Regions from separate parts of the Macaca mulatta genome. Here region 1 is linked to region 2. The links are chromatin contacts, called in public Hi-C maps. All regions are on one chromosome and are shown on one strand. Each heading gives the region's core, a stretch centred on a gene start, on an enhancer-like site or on the middle of the called end of the contact. The rest is flanking DNA. Distances are from core to core; before and after follow the strand shown.

Evidence for each region. Hi-C and Micro-C count contacts between places; a contact is called where the count stands out from the background.
Region 1: a Hi-C map of liver shows a contact between it and region 2, with 5 times the contacts expected there. The contact joins the promoter of TMEM131L here to the promoter of MND1 in region 2. A contact is called at or near these places in 3 of 14 Hi-C or Micro-C datasets (fetal cortex germinal zone, fetal cortical plate and liver).

The regions. Positions count from the first base shown.
Region 1 is chr5:162,058,994-162,065,391 of T2T-MMU8v2.0, forward strand. It overlaps TMEM131L (transmembrane 131 like), which reads left to right and starts at 2,743. Exons shown (of 36, transcript XR_013417348.1): 1 at 2,743-2,910; 2 at 3,592-3,662.
Region 2 is chr5:161,929,564-161,935,691 of T2T-MMU8v2.0, forward strand. MND1 (meiotic nuclear divisions 1) reads left to right here and starts at 3,700. Exons shown (of 8, transcript NM_001258106.1): 1 at 3,700-3,731. The coding sequence starts at 3,729.

The sequences.
Region 1 (6,398 bases), core at 1,493-3,992, 130 kb after region 2:
TTTTTTTTTTTTTTTTTTTTTTGAGACGGAGTCTCGCTCTGTCGCCCAGGCTGGAGTGCAATGGCCGGATCTCAGCTCACTGCAAGCTCCGCCTCCCGGGTTCACGCCATTCTCCTGCCTCAGCCTCCCGAGTAGCTGGGACTACAGGCGCCCGCCACCGTGCCCGGCTAGTTTTTTTGTATTTTTTAGTAGAGACGGGGTTTCACCGTGTTAGCCAGGATGGTCTCGATCTCCTGACCTCGTGATCCACCCGTCTCGGCCTCCCAAAGTGCTGGGATTACAGGCTTGAGCCACCGTGCCCGGCCCGCCTTTTTCATCATTACCCTTGTCTCAGAAAAATTTATAAATAAAAATTTTAAAAGGAGCTCTATAACTTGGATTTTAAAATTCTCTATGGGCTTTGGTTTCTTCTGTAAAATGAGGCAGTTGGGCTATTAAATGATTTCTAAAAAATTTCCAGCTCTAATATTCTGTGACAATATCTAGGACTGACAAGGGGAATAATGGAAATATAGCACAAATGACACAGGAGTCTTCTTTGAAGAACAAGGTTACTCCAAAACATGGATGCTGCTTAATGGGCCATAACTTTCCTGTTGTCCATGAGTCAGCATGAAAAATAACTCCAGAGGAGGCTAAGTAGGTCAGATTTATCTAAGAAGACAGCTGTGTAATCCCGTATCCCTCTCCAACCCCATGGCACTGCAGATACATGCTTCTGGCTCTGTGAACAACAGTCAAATAGCATTACCCATTTTGTAAAGTCCACAAGACCACAACTTGAAAAATTAAGCTGGCCTTACAAAGTTTCAGAAAAAGCTACAGCAGTATTTACATATGGTCCATCTCAATGTTACTCTATCTTTTAAGTCATTTCTATTGATGCTGTGATACTCGTTAGTATGGGAAAGACTTTACTAGTAAAAGAGTAAAGTAATTTAAATGTTAGCAAAAAACTTTTGTATCACAACTTTAAATCTGTTTAATAAAACCAGTTAGGCTGTCAATGTTTGCTTGCTTTCCTTTACATGTATTATAGTCATACGAGGACTTAAAATTACATTCTGTAAATAAATAGGCCCATGAGAATACTTCCATTTAGAAATAAACTTTGAAGGTGCAGTTACTGCTTAAGTGGGCTGTGCAAATATTCCTGTCACTGGAGTTCCCTTTAACTCCGTGGGGGACCTTCAGAATCCAAGGGGCAAATATAAACTTGGAGAAGTGAAGAGAAAAAAAGGGCACACTGAGATGGCACTGGAGATCCTTGCTAAATAAAGGAAGATGTTGTCAAGGAATACAGAAAAAAGTATGGAACAGAGACTACTGGAGGTATTCAAGTTGGAAAATGCAAAGTGTCCCCCCCCTCTTTTTTTTTTCACATCAACAACTTATATTTATGCTAATCTACTTACATGTTAAGTCTGGCCAAGCAATTAGACTATTTAGCCTTGTTTGGAGTTAAATGCAGACAGTGTGAGACTGTGTTCACAGTACTGTATTATGTCTTTAGGAGAGAGGATCTAGACTTCATTTTGTCCTTCTCAGGATTGTGTCTGCTATGCAAGCACTGGCTTTCTATAGTCTGGCCTGTAAAGCACCAGAAGCAATTAAACAGAGGATCAATGTAAACAGGTGTGTCCCATCACTTCCCCTCTTCATACTATATTGTTCATATTCTCTGAATTTCATACAAGCTACAGTGAAAGCAGTAAGTTAACTTTAAAAAATCATAAGATTGCCCATACTTCTAGGTTATGCAAATTGATTTCTGAATAAGCCCTTGTTTGTGACTTCGTTGGTAAAGGCAGGATGTTAACTTAAAGAGATGCCAGATTTTGGACTTGTTAGTTATAGACATCGAAACCTGGAACCAGGAAATACATTTTCACGTATTACTTCCATTATCCTACTAATGATAGAAACAGGCAACTGGCCACATCCTCGACCCCAACCTTATTTCAGGAGAGGCTGGCTGAATTTTGCAATATAATTTCAAAAGGGAGTATTTGCAGGGTCTTCGAAGCTATAAATCCCCTAGGAAGTCTTCCCCACCTGTCAGGACCTGGACAGTGTCCACAGAGGGTGCCGGGCGCACTACCGCCACGCGGCGCTGAGGTCAGCCTCTCGGGTTTTGGGAGAGCTCTTTTTATTCTAAATTACAGACTTTGCAGCCACCGGATATCCTCGCTGCATAACTGGCAGTGGCCATGTGGCTGCACTCGCGTTTCCTGACAACCACTGCATTATTTCCACTAATATCCTGCGTCCAAGGCCTCTCGCTTGGCGACTCCTCGTTCCCACCTCCACCGCCACCTCTTCCCTCGGGGGTAATCTCTCGACCGTGGTCCGAGCGCCTCAACAAAGCGGCAACCACCCAAAAGTTCATGAAAATGCACTTGGCAAAAGTGGGCCGCTAGTCCCCGCGGACAGTTCTAAGCGACACCGTCCGAGCCGAGGAAAGCGCCCGGGCCCCGCAGAGTGCGCGCTGCGGGGCGGGCCCGCGGCCATGTGCTCCGCGCCGGGGCGGGGCGCCCGCGGCCGCCGCGTTCGCATTGTCCACTTTCCCCCGCACCCCGCCGCGTTCCGTCCCTCCCTATCTGCGGCGCACACGCGCTCAGACCAAACGGCGCGCCCGGGGCTGGAGCTGCAGCAGCTGCGGCGGCGGCGGGGGCGGCACGGGGCGGGGCGGGGCGGCACGGGGGCGGGCCCGGGGCGAGGCAGCTGGGGCGCCAGCGAGCTAGTGGCGAGTGCGGCGAGCACCGGAGAGGAGCGCGAGCACCAGCATGGCGGGGCTCCGACGCCCGCAGCCCGGCTGCTACTGCCGCACCGCCGCGACCGTGAACCTCCTGCTGGGCGTCTTCCAGGTCCTGCTGCCCTGCTGTCGTCCGGGAGGGGCTCAGGGACAAGGTCAGCCTTGCGCCGCTGGGCTCGCTCTGCCTCTCCACCCCGCCCCCGCTCTTTCTTTTAGGGAACTGCTGAAATCTATAAGAGGGCGAAGGGAGGAAAGGGAAAGGGGCAGGAGAAGGAAGGAAAGCTGTTGCAATTCTCCGCTGATAACATTTTCTGACCACAGCGTCCCCTCCCGCGCCCCTCTGCCCCGTACAGCTGGAGAGCGGGGCAGTCGCGGGGCTTGGGGACCGCTAGCCGCTCTCGCCCTGGAGCCTTTGTGCGCGGGCCCCTGCGCCCGGGGCGCAGCCCCCGCTTTGTGTGGCGCGCGCGGGTGCCCCGCCGCGGCCCGGCTTCCTGCAGCTTTGTTTCCCCGAGCCTGGCCGCCCAGGGTCCATACTCCAGATGCTCGGGCTGCGGAGCCCGGAGTGTCCCGTGGGGTGTATTCAATCCCACTTCGTCCCCCTCCAGCATGAGCACCCCGAGCCTGCACGCTGTCGCCTTCGCGTCCGAGGGGCCACCGGCTCACACCCCGCCCATTGGGTTTTTATCCTTGGCTCGCCCCTCAGATGGCCTCTGTTCCTGGGAGGAAAAAGAGACGTGTTTTGGTGAGGCGGGTGGCACGGAGGGACGGTAGGGGAAACAGGAAGCGTTTCTTCAGCGTGCATTAAAAACATGCTGTATTTTTTGGTGTTCCTGCAGCGATTGAGCCCTTGCCGAACGTGGTGGAGCTGTGGCAGGCAGAAGAAGGGGAACTCCTGCTGCCCACTCAGGTGAGGACGACCAGGTGACAGGGCGGCTGTGGGTGTGCAAGGGAGGAGAGGCGGGGAGGCCGCTGGTCCTCCCCAACCCCTGTCCAAGAGGCACAGGCGCTCGGGCCACTTTGCAAGGCAAATAAACGTTAGGGGCCGAGCCTGAACACCTGGCAACCTGGCAACGGTGGCCTTCCCAGCTCCTCCCACGCCATGTGACAGGGCGTGAGTCAGGCTGGCCCCAAGTTCAGAAGGTGGGAACCCAGGCCACCTCAGCAGGGACGCGGCCAGCGGTCTGCTCGGCCGTGGGTGTCCTGGGTGCACACTGTTCCCTAAGTGAGCTGGTGCTGTGTGGATGGCAAGTGGCTAAGAGGTTGAGGACAACAGGAGTATTGATTTCATAAATGTTAGAGTGGTATTTGCCATTAGCGTTAAGTAGTTTTGGGATGAAGATGTGACTTTAAAGGATTGTCATCTTGGATTTTCTCCAAGTGCCCTTAATTCCTGTTAAAATACACCCACTTAAGAACTTGAATTTCAAGTTTTTTTCTCTGTATGATGATATGATGATTGCATGTAGAAAAATAATTACATTTTATTGGGAATCTGTAGCATCATAGAGGGTTTATTGCTGCAACAGATACAGTACTGCAAAGCTTTTGTCTTTTAACTTTTACAAGAAATTCCCATTGACTGTGAAGTGTGCACATTGAAATATAATATTGTTGACTGCCTTTCACCAGTAACAGTAGTGATCCAAAATGCATTGTTTGGGTGGGAGTGGCTTGAATTATAAGGGAATATTCAGCTTGTGTGCAGTACTTTTTAAGATGTTCATTACTTCCCACGTTGGTGGCAGCACTTAATTCTGTGTTGCATCTTGTGGCTGTTTAGGGAAACAGGATGTCTAGCTATAACTTTACTGGAGAGGCTGTCCAGTTTTACATTTCAGTTTTCTCGAGACCTCCTATGTGAAACATTCAGTGTGCTGGTTTTGAGATATTTGGAATATTCATTTTGATTAGGGCCAATGAATAACAGCTTCAAGGCTGAGAGGTGATTTTAGAGGAGAATTTTCCTGGATCCTCCTTGAAGACCAGCAGCCTGAATGAGACAGGTCTTTTGAGAAAAGGCCCCATCAGGATGAGGAGCAGATAGGTTCTCCTTCTCCTAAAAATTTATTCTCAAATGGATTTTTTCCCCCGATTTTAAATAATATACATATGTGTTTTGTTTGGAGGATACAGAAAGATAAAAATAACAGTAGAAATCCATCGTATTAAATGCGAGAACCACATTTAACTGGATGTATTTATTTAAAAACTAATTATGTTTGTGTATATCAGAGTTGTTCAACAGTGGCACTGGTAACATTTTGGGCTAGAGAGTTCTTTGTTGTGGGGGCTGTCCTGTGCACTGTGAGATGCTGAACAGTTAGCATCCCTTGCTTCTGCCCACTAGACGCCAGTGGCACTCACTGCTGCTTCCCCCTCTCCCCCACCCCCTCCTGATTTTGACAACTAAAAATGTTTCCAGACATTGCTAGATGTCCCTGGGGAGCAAAATTGCCCTGGTTGAGAAGCACTGGTGTATATCTATGTATATGTATTCGCGTTTTTGCTCAATTGTAGTTTCTACCTCTTACTTGCTAGTGTTGGAAGCCAACCCAGACTAAAAGGAAAGTAAATTATAGATGATTGAGTCTAGTATTATAGACTCTCATTTGTTAGAGCGTTAGTTGAAGATTTAGTAGGTGTGCTCAGAGATGGAAATGTCAAGGCTTATGATATGATTATTTATAGGCTTAAAAGTTATTTTATACAATTCTTTCTTTTTTTTTTTTTTTTTTGAGACTGAGACTCCCTCTGTTGCCTAGGCTGGAGTGCAGTGGCGTGATCTCGGCTCACTGCAAGCTCTGCCTCCCTGGTTCATGCCATTCTCCTGCCTCAGCCTCCTGAGTAGCTGGGACTATGGGCGCCCACCACCACGCCTGGCTAATTTTTTTATTTTTAGTAGAGACGGGGTTTCACCGTGTTAGCCAGGATGGTCTTGATCTCCTGACCTCGTGATCTGCCTGCCTCGACCTCCCAAAGTGCTGGGATTACAGGCGTGAGCCACCATGCCTGGCCTATTTTATACAGTTCTTAATTTCTGGTTTGTTTATATGTATAATACAATTTGTTTTGATAATAGATGTCAGAATTCAGAAACCGGGATATTCACTATAGAGGGATTTATAGCTAAGCTGTTTTAATCAAAGCTATAATGAAAGTGAAACTGGTATTCAAAATAATTTTCTAAATACTTCATCCCTGTCTCTATGTAATCCTTTTAGAAGCTATCTTGCCCTGCTTATACCTGGGCCAAGGGTAAGGGAGATACACACACACACACAAACACACACACGTGTGTGTATATATATGTATCTCATAAGCTGCAGAGAGTTTTGAAGAAAGTTATTTTAAATGAATTATTTTCAAAGTATTTTGAATTTTTTCAGCAAAAATTCCCTCATATGTGTCAAATGGAGTCTGTTGAAAAGAATATTTATAGGTGTTATTTAAATTTGAGGGTTTTCTGCTTAATTAACCAGTACATTGGGTTTCTTTCATGCAGGAAGACTGAAAGATGGTTTCAGAGGCTAAGATTTGTCAGTAGTAGATGCAATAGGAACTTTAGAGGATGTGGCATTAAATAAAATACTGGCCATCCGGTAGCTCACGCCTGTAATCCCAGCATTTTGGAAGGCTGAGAGGG
Region 2 (6,128 bases), core at 2,450-4,949:
AAAAGAGGGCACCAGAGCATGAGTTGTTCAGGGAATAACAAATAGTCTGATATGGCGAGACCGCAGAATTTCTCAAGAAGAAATTAGTGATGAGGCACAATTATAAAGAGTATGTTATTGTGCCTGTTCTTAAGGAGTTTACATTCCAGATGGAAAGATTAGAACAATAACTATAAAACAGAGAAAATTAAAGAGCCACGGAGAAGGGTTAATAAAGTATAATAATAAAGTATAATGGAAGTTTCAAGTTACTGCATAGTTGATGGGGACAATCCTCTTTATGCCTGTGTCCTAGCGTAAATAGGAATAGCATTCCCTTCCATTCTCAGAAGTGTCTCAGTTCGGATGATAAATTATATACTCACTAGACACCAGTCTTTCTCAACCTTTTTTCTCATTACCATCCCCATAAAGAACCTTTTTAGATGTTTTTTCCCTGTTCACAATGCCATCCCCAGTCCCATGAAATTTTAATGCCAGAGATAATACTGTACATCTGTTTATGCACCGTGAGCCACAAACCACTGGAGCACAAACCATCTAAGATCTTTTTGTCTCCCAGGAATCCGTTTGGATGTCATCCCATTGAGAATGATACCCTACACAAATGACATGATTGCATTGCCATTTCTAACTCAGAAGCTGTGTTGTGACTGACAGGTTGATAATGTTGACTATTTCTTCCTTAAAATTGTTAAATAAGCAGGAGGCCATTGGCTTGAGGCTGTCTCCATACTTTGAGTTCCTACCTAAGGAATTGTAAGGAACTGCAACCTAACTTGGTACACAAACAAACTGAAAACCAGGCATGGAGTATAACAAACCCCCAATTCTCAGCCAATCACAAGTAGCTGAGCTTCAGCCCGCAGGCTGCCGACAATAGCCAAATAATTCAAACAAGGAGCTGTAATCAGTCAAGCTATTTCTGTAACTCACTTCCCTTTTCTGTCTATAAAAACTTCCTGTTGGCTAGGCATGGCTCACACCTGTAATCCCAATACTTTGGGAGGCTAAGGCAGGAGGATTGCTTGAATCCAGGAGTTCTAGACCAGCCTAGGCAACATAGGGAGACACCATCTCTATAGAAAATTAAAAAAAAAAAAATTAGCCAGGCGTAGTTATGCACATCTGTAGTCCCAACTACTTGGGAGGGCAAGGCAGGAGAATCCCTTGAGCCCTGGAGTTCTAGATTGCAGTGAACCAATATTGTGCCACTGTGCTCCAGCCTGGGTGACAGAGTGAAACCCTGTCTCAAAAAAACAAAACAAACAACAACAAAACCTCCCTGGCCAAGTTGCAGAGTGGAACTCATTTAATTTGTCTAAAGTTTTTCTCTTAAAATTGTCTCCTCTCTTGGTTTTGCATTCTCCAACTTGTTTTCCTACATTGTGGACTTTTTCCTCAGTCTCTTCCAAGTGACTTGACTTTGTTTTCCTATTTCCTTTATAAGCTCCTTCTGCCAGGCATGGTGGCTCACACCTGTAATCCTAGCACTTTGGGAGGCCAAGGTGGGTGGGTTGCCTGAGGTCAGGAGATCGAGACCAGCCTGGCCAACATGGTAAAACCCCATCTCTACCAAAAATACAAAAAAAATCAGCCGAGCGTGGTAGCAGGCGCCTATAATCCCAGCTACTCAGGAGGCTGAGGCAGGAGAATCGCTTGAACCTGGGGGTCGGAGGTTGCAGTGAGCCAAGATTATACCACTTCACTCCAGGCTGGGCAAAAGAGCGAAACTCCAACTCTAAATAAATAAGCTGCTACTATAAGCCATACTTTTCAGAATGTCAAGGAAGCGGCATCGGAAGGTTATCTGAAAATTGAGATATTCGTACTGAAAAGGCAAAGGAACCAGAGGCAGTAGAATGTGTCTCCTTTCCTTGGTGGTAGTCATTCCCAGGTTTGGTTGATCAAGACTGCAGTGCACACCAGGAATCTCAGAGAACTGTCACAGCAGCTCTCAGTGACACTTAAGATACAGATGCAGCTTAAGTGACCAATGCTCTTTTATATCCATTTAGCACTCATTTTTCCCAAGATAAGACCTGTTTGGGTCAATTTGTTAATGTCCCAGGGCAGGCTTTTGCACTGTGTCGCTTCAGAGGCAGGGGCTAAGGAAAACCTGGGACTGTAACATCAGTACTGCACAAAGCCGTCTTCCGTATACAGCATAAGCACTATTCTATAAAATCGCCAGCAAGCCTCTGTTTCCTTGCAGTCAGCTACTTTTCTGCTGATTCTGCCCATTGCTCCCTTGCAACGTATTTTCATACTTTCTCTAATGATTCTGCCTTTCTTTACCTACAACTGTCTTGGTAAATTTTTTTACCCCAGTGCCACTGGCCTCAGATAGTCACCACTCACCTGCAACAAGCCTGAGAGCCAATTAAGACAAGGCTTTCCCCAAATAGCACAAATTTATATACCATTACTGTAGTTACTTAATGTACTCATTTATCATTTTAAAATTACCTTATGTATCATCAATTACATGGTATAGCTCTTATAGGAAAAACCAAATTAATGGAACTCTGCAATTCAATGTATCCCTTCCTCTGCCTCCAGCAGAAGCAACAGGGGCCATAAATTCTGATTTTAGATGCTACTCTTAACAGTATCTACACGACTTACTATAGTGTGTGTGTCCGTGTGTGTGTGTTATAGAGTCTCACTCTGTCGCCCAGGCTGGAGTGCAGTGGCGCGGTCTTGGCTCACTGCATTCTCTGTCTCCTGGTTGCAGTGAGCGATTCTCCTGCCTCAGTCTCCCGAGTAGCTGGGATTACAGGCGCCCGCCACCATGCCTGGCTAATTTTTGTATTTTTATTACAGATGGGATTTCACCATGTTGGCCAGGCTGGTCTCAAACTCCTGACCTCAAGTGATCCGCCCGCCTCTGCCTCCCAAAGTGCTGGGATTACAGGTGTGAGCCACTGTGCCGGGCCGTACTTCTTACACCTAAAACTGGTTCAAAACACCATATAATAATTTTGAAAATAATTGAATTCTCAGTGAAATGTTTTCAGCAGTTTCAGGGGCCTGAGTTTTTGCTCTGAATCTGCATTTATTCTCAAGCCATGAAATAGCGTATTTTTGACCATTTTGATTCGAAATTCATTCCGTTGTTTCCTTCTTTTTTAAAACCTAAGGGAAAAACAGACATACACGGGATTTGAAAAGCTGGAAAGCAGTGGGTAGCGGCTGCGGGAGAAGATGAGAGGTCAGATTAGAAGACAGATTAGAAGAAAGGAATCTAGTCAGCCCCAGACAAGACAAATCCGCAAGGATGGAGGAAGCGTTTACTTCCTCAGCAGCCTAAAACGCCTCTATTTTTTTAAATCCAAACTTAGGCCAGATTTCTGCGGCGCCAAGAAAACGCAGTAAAAGCAAAGGCAAGATGTCCTTTTTTTAAAAAAAAAAAAGTCACATTCACAGAATACCGAGGAGACGGAGGCAGCTCTGTAATCGGTCGGGTGAGACGCGGACAAGCTCCCCCAGCCCCGGCCCCAGGCCCGCGCCCCTTCCCCCGCCGGCTGTTCGGATGGACCGCTAGGGGTCGCTGCGGGCCGCGCGTCCGAGGACCGGCCTCCTTCCCCACCTTCTCGGTCTCGCTGCTCCGCCCCCGCGGTGTCGGCGGCGCCAAAATCGAACGCGCCCTGGTCTTCCCCGCCCCTCGCCCCTCGCCCCTCGCCCAACGCGCAGGCCCAGCCAGCGGAAGGCCCGGCGCCCGCGCCATGGTAAGGACTGAGGCTGTGGTCCCGCGTCTTCTTCCTCCCTAGTGTGTGGGCTTCGCCGCCCCTCGTTGGCGTGTGGATCCCGGCCTGACGTTGACCGCCATGCCGGGCCGCGGGAGCGGTCGCCCGGCTCTCGGCCTCCCAGTGGAGAGGCCAGGCCCGGCCCGGCCCCGCCGCGGCCATTCCGCACTCTGCGTCGTTCCCCGCCGCTCCGGTCCGGAGTTCCGCGGCCTCCCGGCTGGCTGCACCCAGCGTCTGTCCCCAGGGCCCATCGGGCGGGTTAAGTTAGAACGCGGGAAGCGTTCGCGAACGTGACTCGAGAACCTCACCAACCCCGATTTATCTAAAAGACCACGAACCCCTTGAGAACCTGGGTTCCCTACGCCTCCAGCCTCGGCCACGCGTGGTGTAGCCCCCCATTAAGAACGGGGAGAGAAAGCGCAAGTGGGCAGGAGGGACTGCGGGAAGCGAACGTCTTGATCCCAAAGCGCCCTCCTGGTTTGTCACCATTGAGTGGTTTTCTGTATTGTAATACGTAGAGCACATTCCAGAACTTCTCAGTTTCGAGTTACCTAACGGATCTTCACTTTGTGCCAATTAGTCGATTTCTGTGAAAATGCCCCGGTTTCTGCCAAAGGGCAGGAGTCGCTGCTCCTGTGCCGGGCTCTGCTGGTTGTGTAGGGCGCTGATGCTTTTTTAAGGACCCTCTGCACTGAATAAGGCTTCCTCGTCTGTCATTATCGGTTAAGTCCTGGTAAGATTCCAGATCGGCTTTATGAGCTTAAGGTCTTTCTGCCCATCAAATCATTTTCATAAACCTTCAAAGTTTCATGCCGTTTTTTCTGCTTCAGTTGGCGAAGAATCAACATCTAGTTAAATGGATCTAAGATTTTAATATCTTCATTTACTTAAGTGGCCGTTAAATGTTGCCGAGCTAAAGGGGGCGGGGTGGGACACCAGGATCTAGTTGTATGCTATTTATTTGAAGATACTTGTCCAGATGTAGTTATAAATGATAACGGCTTCTTTGTGGTTAAACTAACAACCCAGCCACCTGGGCGTACAGTGCTCTAAGAAGCCAAACAGGACTACAGTTAAATCTGTTAGCAGTGCTCTTCAGTGTTACCAATTTTCTCTGCAGGGTTGCTGACCTCGTATAACTGACTTGGAGAACTGTGCAGCTCAAACGCGCTTTGTCCTTTTACCTGATCTCTCTCTCTTTATACATGAATCACCTTCTAATACTAAATGTGTTAACTCTTCAGAAGCTTACCTCTGATAATAGAGAATCCTTTTAAAAAATTAAAACTTTTGATAAGATGCGGACTTCCTATTTTTTAATATGTGATCAGGAAATAAGTTTAGTGTTGGTCAAAGGTAAACTTTTGATTGATTATGAATTAGAAACTGTTTTCATTTGGTTAGGCAGCCTAAGTAAATAGAGTTCGGGCAATTTTTGAAATTGGAAGAGTGCAGTGCTGAACTCTGAGAGCAGCAGTGACATCTACTTAGTAATTCTTCATAATTTTATTGTAATTGATGAGTAGGGCTGGCTGTAGGAATTCCATAACTTCTAATTGAGAAGGTTCCTCAGATAACATGATTTTTAAAGTGGTTTAAAATACTTCCAGAAAGCTTCACAGTCCTTGAGTCAGATTTTGAGTCTCCTGACTTACTACTAATTTGAATGCATCGCTAACTTACACCATCAGGTTTTTCCTAGTCTTAATTAAATATTAAATACATCCTCATTGATTTTTTTTTGAGAAGTTTCTAAATATGAGTATTAATATGGCATCTTTTTACATTAGTTATTTTAATTCTGGGTATGATACTCCTACTGTGGTTAATAGAAATTATTTCTAGTCATAAAAAAGACTGATGAATAAATCAGGCTGAAAACAATGGAAATGGATGATAGAGCTCATCCACATTTCCTGAGTAACTTCCATAGCTGCTGAGCTGAGTGTTAAGAGCTTTCCTAAAACTTTCCTAAAACCAGGACACTAGATTCTCCTCATTGCCTGCCTCTTGTGGAGTGCGAGGAGCTGTTTAGAATATCAAAATGTTAGGATCTTGCCTAACACTTCGGGATCTGCTTTCTGCTAATGCAGCCACAGACTGAAGTTCTTAAGGGATTCCCAATGCCCTGCAGCGCCCTTGACATGGCCTTCAGATTCTGGGCTGACAAAAGTAGGGTTCTCAACCCTGCCACAATTAAAAAATATGTTGGAGAGGATTTTAAAAATATATTGGAGGATTTTTAAAATATGTTGCCCAGGTCCCATTCCAGAGATTTTGATTCCATTCATTCGACGTGAGCCTGGGCATCAGTATTTTTAAAAAACTCCTGAGCTGATTCTAATGTATGGCAGTTTAGGACCTGTTGGACTAGAAAAA